Regions from separate parts of the Sus scrofa genome. Here region 1 is linked to region 2. Evidence: chromatin contacts called from public HiChIP or PLAC-seq data. All regions are on one chromosome and are shown on one strand. Each heading gives the region's core, a stretch centred on a gene start, on an enhancer-like site or on the middle of the called end of the contact. The rest is flanking DNA. Distances are from core to core; before and after follow the strand shown. Region 1 overlaps ZNF516 (zinc finger protein 516). Region 2 overlaps LOC102157619 (a long non-coding RNA gene).

The links. HiChIP or PLAC-seq counts read pairs in DNA pulled down with a chosen protein or histone mark.
Region 1: an H3K27ac HiChIP or PLAC-seq map of alveolar macrophages shows a contact between it and region 2. The contact joins two enhancer-like sites. A contact is called at or near these places in 1 of 5 promoter capture datasets (liver), 2 of 47 Hi-C or Micro-C datasets (liver and skeletal muscle) and 1 of 2 datasets of contacts at active chromatin or transcription factors (alveolar macrophages).

What each region holds. Positions count from the first base shown.
Region 1 is chr1:148,022,148-148,026,851 of Sscrofa11.1, forward strand. All of the region lies in intron 1 of ZNF516 (zinc finger protein 516), which reads left to right. Among named protein-coding and RNA genes, the nearest start is that of ZNF516, 37 kb to the left of the region's middle. Within about 2 kb of position 2,629, at least 35 of the 83 cell types and tissues checked have an H3K27ac peak or open chromatin away from gene starts, as enhancers often do. A contact at or near this core is called in alveolar macrophages, liver and skeletal muscle, where this site is marked.
Region 2 is chr1:147,957,369-147,962,178 of Sscrofa11.1, forward strand. LOC102157619 (a long non-coding RNA gene) reads right to left here. Exons shown (of 2, transcript XR_002345834.1): 2 at 2,113-2,429. Among named protein-coding and RNA genes, the nearest start is that of ZNF516, 28 kb to the right of the region's middle. Within about 2 kb of position 1,768, at least 39 of the 83 cell types and tissues checked have an H3K27ac peak or open chromatin away from gene starts, as enhancers often do. A contact at or near this core is called in alveolar macrophages, liver and skeletal muscle, where this site is marked.

The sequences.
Region 1 (4,704 bases), core at 1,379-3,878, 66 kb after region 2:
GGTGTTAGTACAATGGCCAACAACATCTTACCTACCAAACCCTACCAAAATGTCCTCGATTCAGGGTATTTTTACAGACCATGTTTCCTTAGAATTCAGTAACATTGATTATTGAAGTATTTATCCTCTGGGTGCTCTTAATAAAGGGGTCTTGGGCGGCTGAGTTCTGTGCTAAACAGAACGACCTCAGAAGGTGATGTTTAACAGAATATTTTACGGCTTATTGCACGTCGTCATCTCTCTTTGTTTTCTTGGGCACAATTCTTTCCTTCATTTTGTGGGGTGACTTCTAAGTGCTCTCACAAAAAGCACAGGAGAAAGAGATAACATTTGATAGGTATTAATCTCGATCTGTTTTCTTATACTGAGAGAGAAGTGTTGGTTTTAGGTTAGAGGCTGGAAAACAGGTCAGTGTATGTGTATGAGTGTTGGGGGTAAATATTGCCCTGTGCTGTTGATTTATGTGGAATAAAATACAGCTTTATTTCTAGAAACAAATTTTAATTCAAATACATTTATAGTCAGCTAATAGTCATTTCAGAAAGGTGTGGCTGGTTGACTAGGAAGTGTTCCATAGCAAGAAAATACAGTGAGTTTCTGCCCATGACTCTTTTGTTTTCATTGCTGATAATTTCTAAAAAAATTTTTTTTTTATTGGACATTGGTGGCAGTGTCTACACTTTTGAATTTAGGCTGAGTCAAAACCTATAAAGCCACTTTTAAATGGCATTTTCCCTGCAGTTTATCGAAGGCCTTTTGATGTTCCATGTTTGTTTAAAAAAAGAAATCAATGAGACTTCATTTTCCCTGGCGTTCCCCAAGTTTTCAGTGTTTCTGTATTAGTGGAAACGTTGGCTTTAATCAGCTTGATGCAGGATGTAAAAAGAGTGAAAGTAAAAACTTGTGCTTTTGTGGTTCCTGTCTGAATAGCGAGTTATTTTCCTCTGTTTTTTGTAAAGCGCCCAGCACCCCTCGGTGACGACAGATTTCATGGAGTCGCCCCGTTTGGGAGAGATGCAGGTCTAAGCTTCTGGAAATGCAGCTCTTGGTGGAAATGTTGACAAGATCATTAACTAGGCCGGCAGCGCTGGCCTCTGCAGGAAGCTGGATTTGCTGCCAGATCCCAGCTCTTTGTGGCTGGCCAGGGGCTCCAGCGGACACCTATCTGCAGAAAATCACAGAGCCAGCTCTGGCTCCCATGCTTTTCCTTTTTTTCTTTCTTTCCTTTTTTTTTTTTTTTTTTTTTTTGTTAAGTTCACTCTTATAAGGACAAATAGATTGATAAGATCACTACAGACTCCAGAAATAGTAAATAAAGGCTATCCGTAGTGTGTTCATTATGGAGAGCAGACGAAAAAGCAAGTAAAACAACGCTTCTTTCCTCTTGAGAGAAAAAAGCCAGCACCTTTAGTTTTATTTTGATGCCTCTTTATTAAAGTCTCCAGAACCATTTTGGACTTGCCAGGATCTGTTATTCGTGGCAGGGGAAAGAAAACTGACACATCCTCCCTCCTTCATTCTTGGCCTTTTCTGAATGTAATCAATAATTATGTTGTGTGTTCATCTGCTTTTTTTTTGGTTCCCTCCCTGTAAGATCAGATTGGACTACGAACGTTTATATTTTAGTAGGAGGAGAGAGCTTGTACATTAATGTTAATTTGTATTTTGTTTAGCAAGTGTGTCGTGAACTGTCTTTGCTGTTAGGGTTTGTTCTGTCGGAAGGTGAAGATGGTGTCTGTCTGTCCTCGGCCAGGCGTGTGTTGGGTTTTTGACACATGGTGGTAAACTACTTTATCAACGAGAAGCTACTTGCTGATTAACGTTTAGGTCACCTCTGTGTTTCTGCTGTAAGTGAGGTACAGAATCGAAGGGAGTCTTGCTTTTAAACGATTGTGATTGTGCCGAGTTTGCATAATAAACCCTTATTAGGGACAGTGAGTTACATGTGCGCCCCCCCCCCCGTTGGCACTGGCGTTGATTTATTGGGGGTGGGGGCGCTAAGAAATTAAAAGGAAGCTTTGTTGAAGGATGGAATTTTGTCACCTCATGTCCTGTACAAAGCATTTTTGAGGCTTACCTTGAAAACGAGTGCTTTTGGCAGAAATGTCCCAGCACATTGTTCTCCAGGGCTGCTCAGAAACCGGTCAGTGGGGCTCGAGTGCTGCACCCCACGCCCCGGGAGAGGGGGTCTGTGCCCCGCCCCCAAGTGGGGGCGGGGCTGGAGCAGGGCGGTGAATGCAGCGATTCTGGCTGCTGCGTTCATTTCTCCTTGTTAGAGTGGAACCAAGGTTTGCTTATAATGGATTATTGATTGGCCCTGCCATCAGCGCCCTCGCTCCCCGAGCTGTGAATGCGCCACTTCATGGGGCGGCTGGGGACCCAGGTCTAGGGACTCTGAGCCTGGGATTGTTAATCTGAGGCAGATTGGCATGTGGGGAGAGGAACTCCTCATTGTTGTCATGGAATTTCTCCCCATTTGTTCGAAGAATGGGCTTTTTGTCTCCGCAGTAGATAAGCTTGTGCAGGATGTTAATGGTGTATTTTAATTCATGGCTCATAATACTGCAGTGTCACAGGGGAAGGCCCACTGCATTGTGTGCAAGAGGACAAATGGGCAGTTTGCTGAGACAGACGGCCAGGCCGGCACCCAAGGGCCTGTGCCCCCGGTCTGCCCAGCAGCTGGGCAGAAAGCGCTGCCTCACAGTCGCCCTCAGGAGGCGACTTTTTAAATTGTATGAGGTGTCTTCTGGAGGCAGGATATCCTGTAAATAAGTACTCTGAGTGTTCTGTCTGCCCTGAGCTGTTTTCTTTTTAAGGGCATCTTCCCAATATCACCAAGTCCTTACATTTTCCCAACTCTCCTGGAACCCTCCCTGGGAGAGCAGGGCCTTCTGTAGTCTCAGGCCTGCTCCCTCCTCCTCCTGGAAGCTCCTGACACCCACCCCCTAGGGTGACCTAGGGAAAAGGGAGAGACCACAAGGCATGGGGAAGCCAGCCTATTTCTTAGCATCATGGTGTGGTTAATTAATGAACTAGAATGGAAGAGATGTATTTGACAGACAGTGTGAGCTTTGGGCTTTGCTTCTGTAAAATGAGAAGCAGCAGAGTAGGTGCTGGACAGGCCCAGTCCTGCTTCCCTGTGGCCCCTTCCAGCTTCCCTTGGGTCTGGGGTCTGGTTTGGGTCCCTTTAAAGAAACTAAAACTCGCATAGTTGTTATGCAAATGACCCTAAACGTCAGCGGTTATTTGAACATTAACCTTCTAATTCCTGTTTCAGGATGCCATTTTGATGGAACCGACTTTGATGGTTTGGGGAAAATCAGCCCCAAACCATTTGGCCTTTGCTTTGCTTTGGTTTACTTCACAGAGCAGAAAGTGGCATGATTTCCTCTAGAGTCAGACCTTGGCTTACTGTGTAAAAATACAGGAGAGCATACCGTTCACCTGGATATTGCCATATTTAACTGGTTGGAAAGTGATTTTTCAAACCAGAGAGGAGAACCTCCTGAAGCCTTGCTGGATTTGGGCCTGGGGATGTGATGAGAAGGATTCTCCTGAGGTCCTCCCAAGCCGCTTCATTCTGGCTTCTGGGCTGATTTGTGGTGCCTGCACAAAGGCTGCACCCAAAGACATTTGGGTGTATGCCTTGAGTGACACAGAGACAAGCCTCTGGAACACCAGCAAGCAACCTCTTAAAATAAAGTACTGCTTGCTTTTGGACAGTTTCATATTTTCAGATGATTTTTTTTCTTTGACTTTTGAATACCAGAATTAACAAAAGGTAATTTCCCCAAACTGCATTCCTTAGAGCCATTTGAGCTTCCTGGGGGTCTGGAGAGGGGAAGAGGGGGGAGGAGGAGGGGGTGGCGATGGGGGAGGCATGAGGATGGGGGAGGGCTCACCCCGTAGCCCCCAGCAGCTCTGCTTTCCATTGTGTTACCTACTGGAGGTATAAGCGGGAGTTATTTTTTTTACCTTCTTTTATCCAAAACCCATCAGAATGGATAGAGTGAGTAGCTAATGAACATCTATCTGTACATCAGCATCTGGCCCTAGCAGTTTTTAGCGTTTGATGCTCTTGCCTTCTCTTCTTTTTTGGAAACTGCCTCCAAGATATTTCATCACGCATCTTTAAAAACTAAGAACGTTCTCCTGTTTTACCAACCTAACAAAAAGTAATAGCAATAGTAATTCTCAAGTATTGTCTAACATCCAGCCTGTATTCAAGTTTACTTTTTATGGAGTCTGGAGCTAAAACGGGTTTGAACATGTCTGCTGTGGACGATTGTAGCCATTGGTGGAAGACGTAATTGTGTTAAGTAATCTTTGTAGTGAACCACGCAGGGCCCAGTGAATATGTAGGTGTTATTATTTAGCCATTTCGAATGTAACTTCCTATACTACTGTTTCATCCTTTTGAACTTATTAAACCAAATAGAGTCACCGCAAGTGACTGGGTATCTTTGGGTACTGCACTGACATTCATTCATTTATTTAACTATTAATAATAATAATAATAATACCAATTAGGTATTTTGACAAGGGGCTAAACATTGTACTTTGTACTTTTTTATAAGGTTAATTTAAACCTTATAAAATGCTGTAATATAGTTATCATTACCATCATTTACATTTAAAAAGTGAAGAAATGGACCAAAGAACTGTGAGGTTAAGATACCGGCTCAGGGTCACTCAGCCAATCCC
Region 2 (4,810 bases), core at 518-3,017:
GCACTAATAATTGAGTTAACTGAATGGAAGTCACTTCCCATCATATCAGTTTTACTAGAGGCTTATTTATTGTTTCACTAATGGAGACCCCCCAAGCACAAAGCCCCTTTCCCCCTGCTGCACTCACACCCCCATGCCACCGTTTGTCACATTCATGTTGTTTAACGGGCACAGAGTTAACTGTATAGTTGACAGTGTGAAACAAATGTTCTGAACAACAAAACATGTTGCTAAGAAGTGCAACCAGAAATTTCTAAAGTGCTCTGGGTCAACCTAGCATTTAAAACCAGAAGATAGTACCAAGCAGATCACCAGCGCAGTTAGAAATCTTAACCAAAGCTTTCTGCTGACTCCTACTTTCAGTTTCCATTGAGATGGGCACTGCCTTAATTTACCCCAATTTAAAATAAGCCGTCTTTTTAAAGTGCCAGTTAATTTCCGCAGGCTGCCCATCTTCAGTTGTATTTATATTGACTCACCATGATCGACATGACTTTTAAGGTTTCAGTTTCTCTCCTTGCACACATTTGTATTTATATTAAACACAATAAATATCTCCCATTCCAACAGCCCCCTTTTGACCTTCTTTGATCTCTGAATCCCAACATCCCTAAAGGCCACCTATAAATTAGCGCAGCCCCTCCCGCGAGGCCGGAGCCAGGGCAGGGTTTCATCGGCTCCGGGCCCTCGCCAGCCAGCATCGTGTTTTTCCATTGCCATGGAGATGCAGCCCCGTGGAAGAGCCCGGCAAGCCCGGGAAGGGAAAAGTCCCGGCTAGGTAGAATTACTAACCAAACAAACGATCAGGGACGGGTGCAGGGAGGGGTGCTCGGGTTTTCCTTTCCTCCCGCAATCAGATTACAGGTAAAAGTGCAAACACTGGAGGGGAGAGGACGCAGCTGTTCTTTTAAAGGCACCGCAGATGCAAAAGACAGCAATGGTCGGTGGTAAGGTGGAAGGTTTAAGGCTCCTTGTGTGAAAATGTTGCTGTCTTAAAGCCCACACCCAGGTCTTCTTGGTGCATAAAGAAAGAGAAACAGCAGTGGGGGCTCCCGGAGAAGCCTGGGGGTAACCCGCTCCATATTGGCCTGTGTGGGGTGATTAATAACCATGCCCTCACCAGCCCGGCAAGGCAGCCACTCTCTGGGGCCGTTCCTTTCAAGAATGAACAAATTAATTAATAGGTGGTTCTTTACTATTGTCTCTAAACTAAGAAAATTGCCCATGCAACTATCCAAGCATTAGATAAAGTCTTCCAAGTTTTGCTTTTCTCAATATTATTTGTTTCTTTTATTTGCATTTCTTTGTAATGATGTATTTGGTTTGGGGGGAAGGATCACTGATCTCTCTCTAAGGGACAGGAACAAAATTGGAAACAAATATCTGATGAGTGAGCATGGGCATTTTCTGTTTTGTTTTGTTTTGTTTTTCTTTTTTTTTCTTTTTTTGGCCACATCCGAGGCATACAGAAGTTCCCTGCCTAGGGATCAAACCTGCACCGTAGCAGTGACAATGCCGGATCCTTAACCTGCTGAGCCTCCATGGGACTCTGGGTAAAGGCGTTAGCGATTTTTTTTTTTTTTTTTAAGATTGGCAATCTATAACAATTTTCTAAATGCAAAAAAATTAGAGTAATATCAAGGATTAATTCATCATTTATTTTGTTTCTTTGGCAAATCTAAAGTGATCACAGTCTGATATAGGAACTCTGACGTTAGTTGGGTAATTCTTCCTTGCCCAACTTTTGTGACATGTCTCAGTCACTTTTCTTGCAAGATGTAATTGAATTCTGTGTGCATTTTCACTTTTACATCATGTGCGTGAGCATTGCTGGGCTCTTAGCAACTTTTTTCTATCTGATGTAAGGTGGGAAAACACTAAGCTGTCTCCAGCCACCTCACGGCCACAAAACACTGGGGGCTGAGGTGCCCATGCCTGACTTCTGGTGATCCAAGCCCTGTTAAAAATATTATTGACAACTGCTGAGTATCTGGGGGGTACTTATTCATATAATTCTAGATGTTGGATTTTTTAAGACAGCAATTTTTCTCATGCCCAGTGATTGTTCTTTTTCCCCATTTCCACTTAACATTTTAAAGAATTAAAGTGACATTAACGTCATTTAGTATTTGTTTCTGGGTAACAGAGATCACAGTAGAAAACATGCTAAAGTCAACTCCATTGTTCTTTTCTAAATTTAACATAGTTAGCTCACTCTTTCAGGCAAGGCATCCCCCTTTGGTGTGAAGGTTGTTTCTCTTGATCAAGATCCTCATCCCAGACGTCAAACTCAGTTCTTATCTCAGGAAAATGGCCTTTTAAAATATCGACTTTCCCAAAATCATTTCAGGGCTTTGGATGAAAAATCATTTCAGAAACTTGTCTTCACCGTCTTGGTGACATAAGGTAATATGAGTGCAGCTGATCATCTGTTGGGGATTTGGGGAAGAAAAGAGATGTGGAAAGGGTAGTCGAAATCACTGATATCTGAGGAATATTCATCTCCACAATTTAAACACCTGTTTCTTAGAAACTAGGAGAGCCCCATATTTACTCTTGGTGGGTTTTGTTTGTTTGTTTTGGGGGGTAAGATATGTATTATAGAAAATAAGGATATAGATTCAGAAAATGGATATGCCCAAATCATTGCCAGTTTCTGTCATTATGGCCCTTATGAAATAATTATTTGCTTTACTGTCAATAATATAATTTTTAAGTGCTCTCAATAACATTCACAAGGATTTCTGGTAAGCATTTTATTTGTGACGTGGCCTCCTGTGTTTGGTCTATCATACCAGTGCTCACGGACGTAATATTCTAGGAATTTGCTTGCTTTCAAAACAAACGGAAAAAAACCCTCCCGAGTACTGACCGGGAGTGCTTACCTGCCGCTGTGCCGAGTGCAGTTTCCACTTGGCTGAGAAGCAAGCAGCGCTGTGAGGCTGTGGGCCCCGAAATGCTGAAAAGACTGCCTTTTCTGCACCCCGGCATTCATCCAAACCCTCTACTTTCTCCCACTCCCCCCCAAACTCTCCTGCCCTATTAATCAGCATGAATGTTCACTAAAAATAGGGCTGCCTTTGTTCAAACACTTCCCAGGGTTTTACTGGTGAAAATCAAGGGTGCCGTCTAAAGGTACACTCGGGCATGTTCTGGTCAATAATCTGGTGTCACTAGGTGAGTGCTTCCAAGAAAACTCAGCCTCCATGGCCCCCAAAAGAGACTCCATGAGGTTAACTGATATACGGCTTATGTTTCTCAAAGACTATTAATAATATATGGCTTTGGATTTTTAGAAATCAGGGTTATCCATTTAAATTGGTATTGTTACTGAAATAACACAAGAAAGCCCCTGGGAGCCATTTAGAAGCAGTTTGTTATGACCAAAGTTCCGGGCAGTTTAATTGTACTTTTCCTGTACACTGTGAGGTAGAGATTGACCCCCAAACTGTGCTGGTTGCCAGTGTGGGCTGTGTTCATGACCCAGCGTGTGTCCCAGGGTTGCGGAGGTTCAGGAAGGCCTCCTCCAGTGCTCTTGATCCTGGACGCATGTGCCCAGTACACCCATGATACTGTTTCAGATAATAAAACAATTAAAAATTAAGCCTTAGGACTCCATTGTCTGCATTATAGCAAATAAATCAGCCAAAGAAGCTCAAAACCTACCCAAATGGCAGAAAGGAGGTGGTCCGAACATAGCAAATAATCTTTTTCAAGCAAGAAAGTGACTTTATCTTGCAGGAGAAACGTCAGCTGTGAAACTTGTCATTGCAATGCTGAGTCCTCTGGCAGAAATGTCTCCCCACCTTGTGGCAGAGACAAGAGACACACGGCTCTCTAGCCATACAGTTGCAAATGCTTTTCCCAGTTTCCAAAGTATACGGCAGTTTCTAACTATATAATTTGGTGTATATAAGTAGTCTCTTAATAGGTTGCCATGAGTGAAAACTATTATATATAATCGCTAAGATCTACAGACAAAGAATGTTAGTAAGCATTAAAGAAAGCAGGCAACTGTGCTGAGGTCTTCAGGAAAAACCATCTTTTCCAGTTTTGCTCAGAACAAAGGGAAGATGGTCTTTTCTTCCTGGGACACGAAAGCCATTGACTTCCTTCTCTCTGCTCCCGATTCAGACACTTGGGGCCCAACGGCCAGGAGGAGTCCAGATTGCTTGGCTAAGTGTCAGCTTTTGTATTTTTTTAGGCCGAGATTTGAGCTTTGCAGTTTTTAAAGGTAATCATTAACCTATCTGATGTCTTGATGGCATTTTGGCAGAACTACAGCTATGCCACTTTTCCATGTATTGTTCCTTGTAATTTCCTACTTTACCCCAAAATTGTATCTAGAAGCATCATCCTAACGTGACCCCCATTGACTGAGATGAAGACTCAACCCGCACTTCGAATTTCAACAGAGAATTTGAGTTAAATAAGATGGGCAAAAGGAATGCTGAATACTCTATACTGAATACTTAATTTGCACATTAAAAGCTGGTCATTAGTCCTATATTTTAACTCTGCAAAAGTCAGGAACTATTATTTCTGGAGGAGTCTAAAGGGATAAACTAGACTCTTCAGTGGCAAAGCCCATGGAGGGTCCTAAACATAGTTTCTCTCTCAACCCTAAGGACAATTAAATAACACTTGAAGAATAAATTTGTTATCACATTAAGACCAAGGGTAGGGATCCCAGATCAAATTGTAAACAAAGTTACAAAGTAGAATTATAACTGGAAGAGGGTGTTTACTAAAATCCCATTGTAGGAGTTCCCCCAGTGGCATAGCAGAAACCAGTCTGACTAGTATCCAA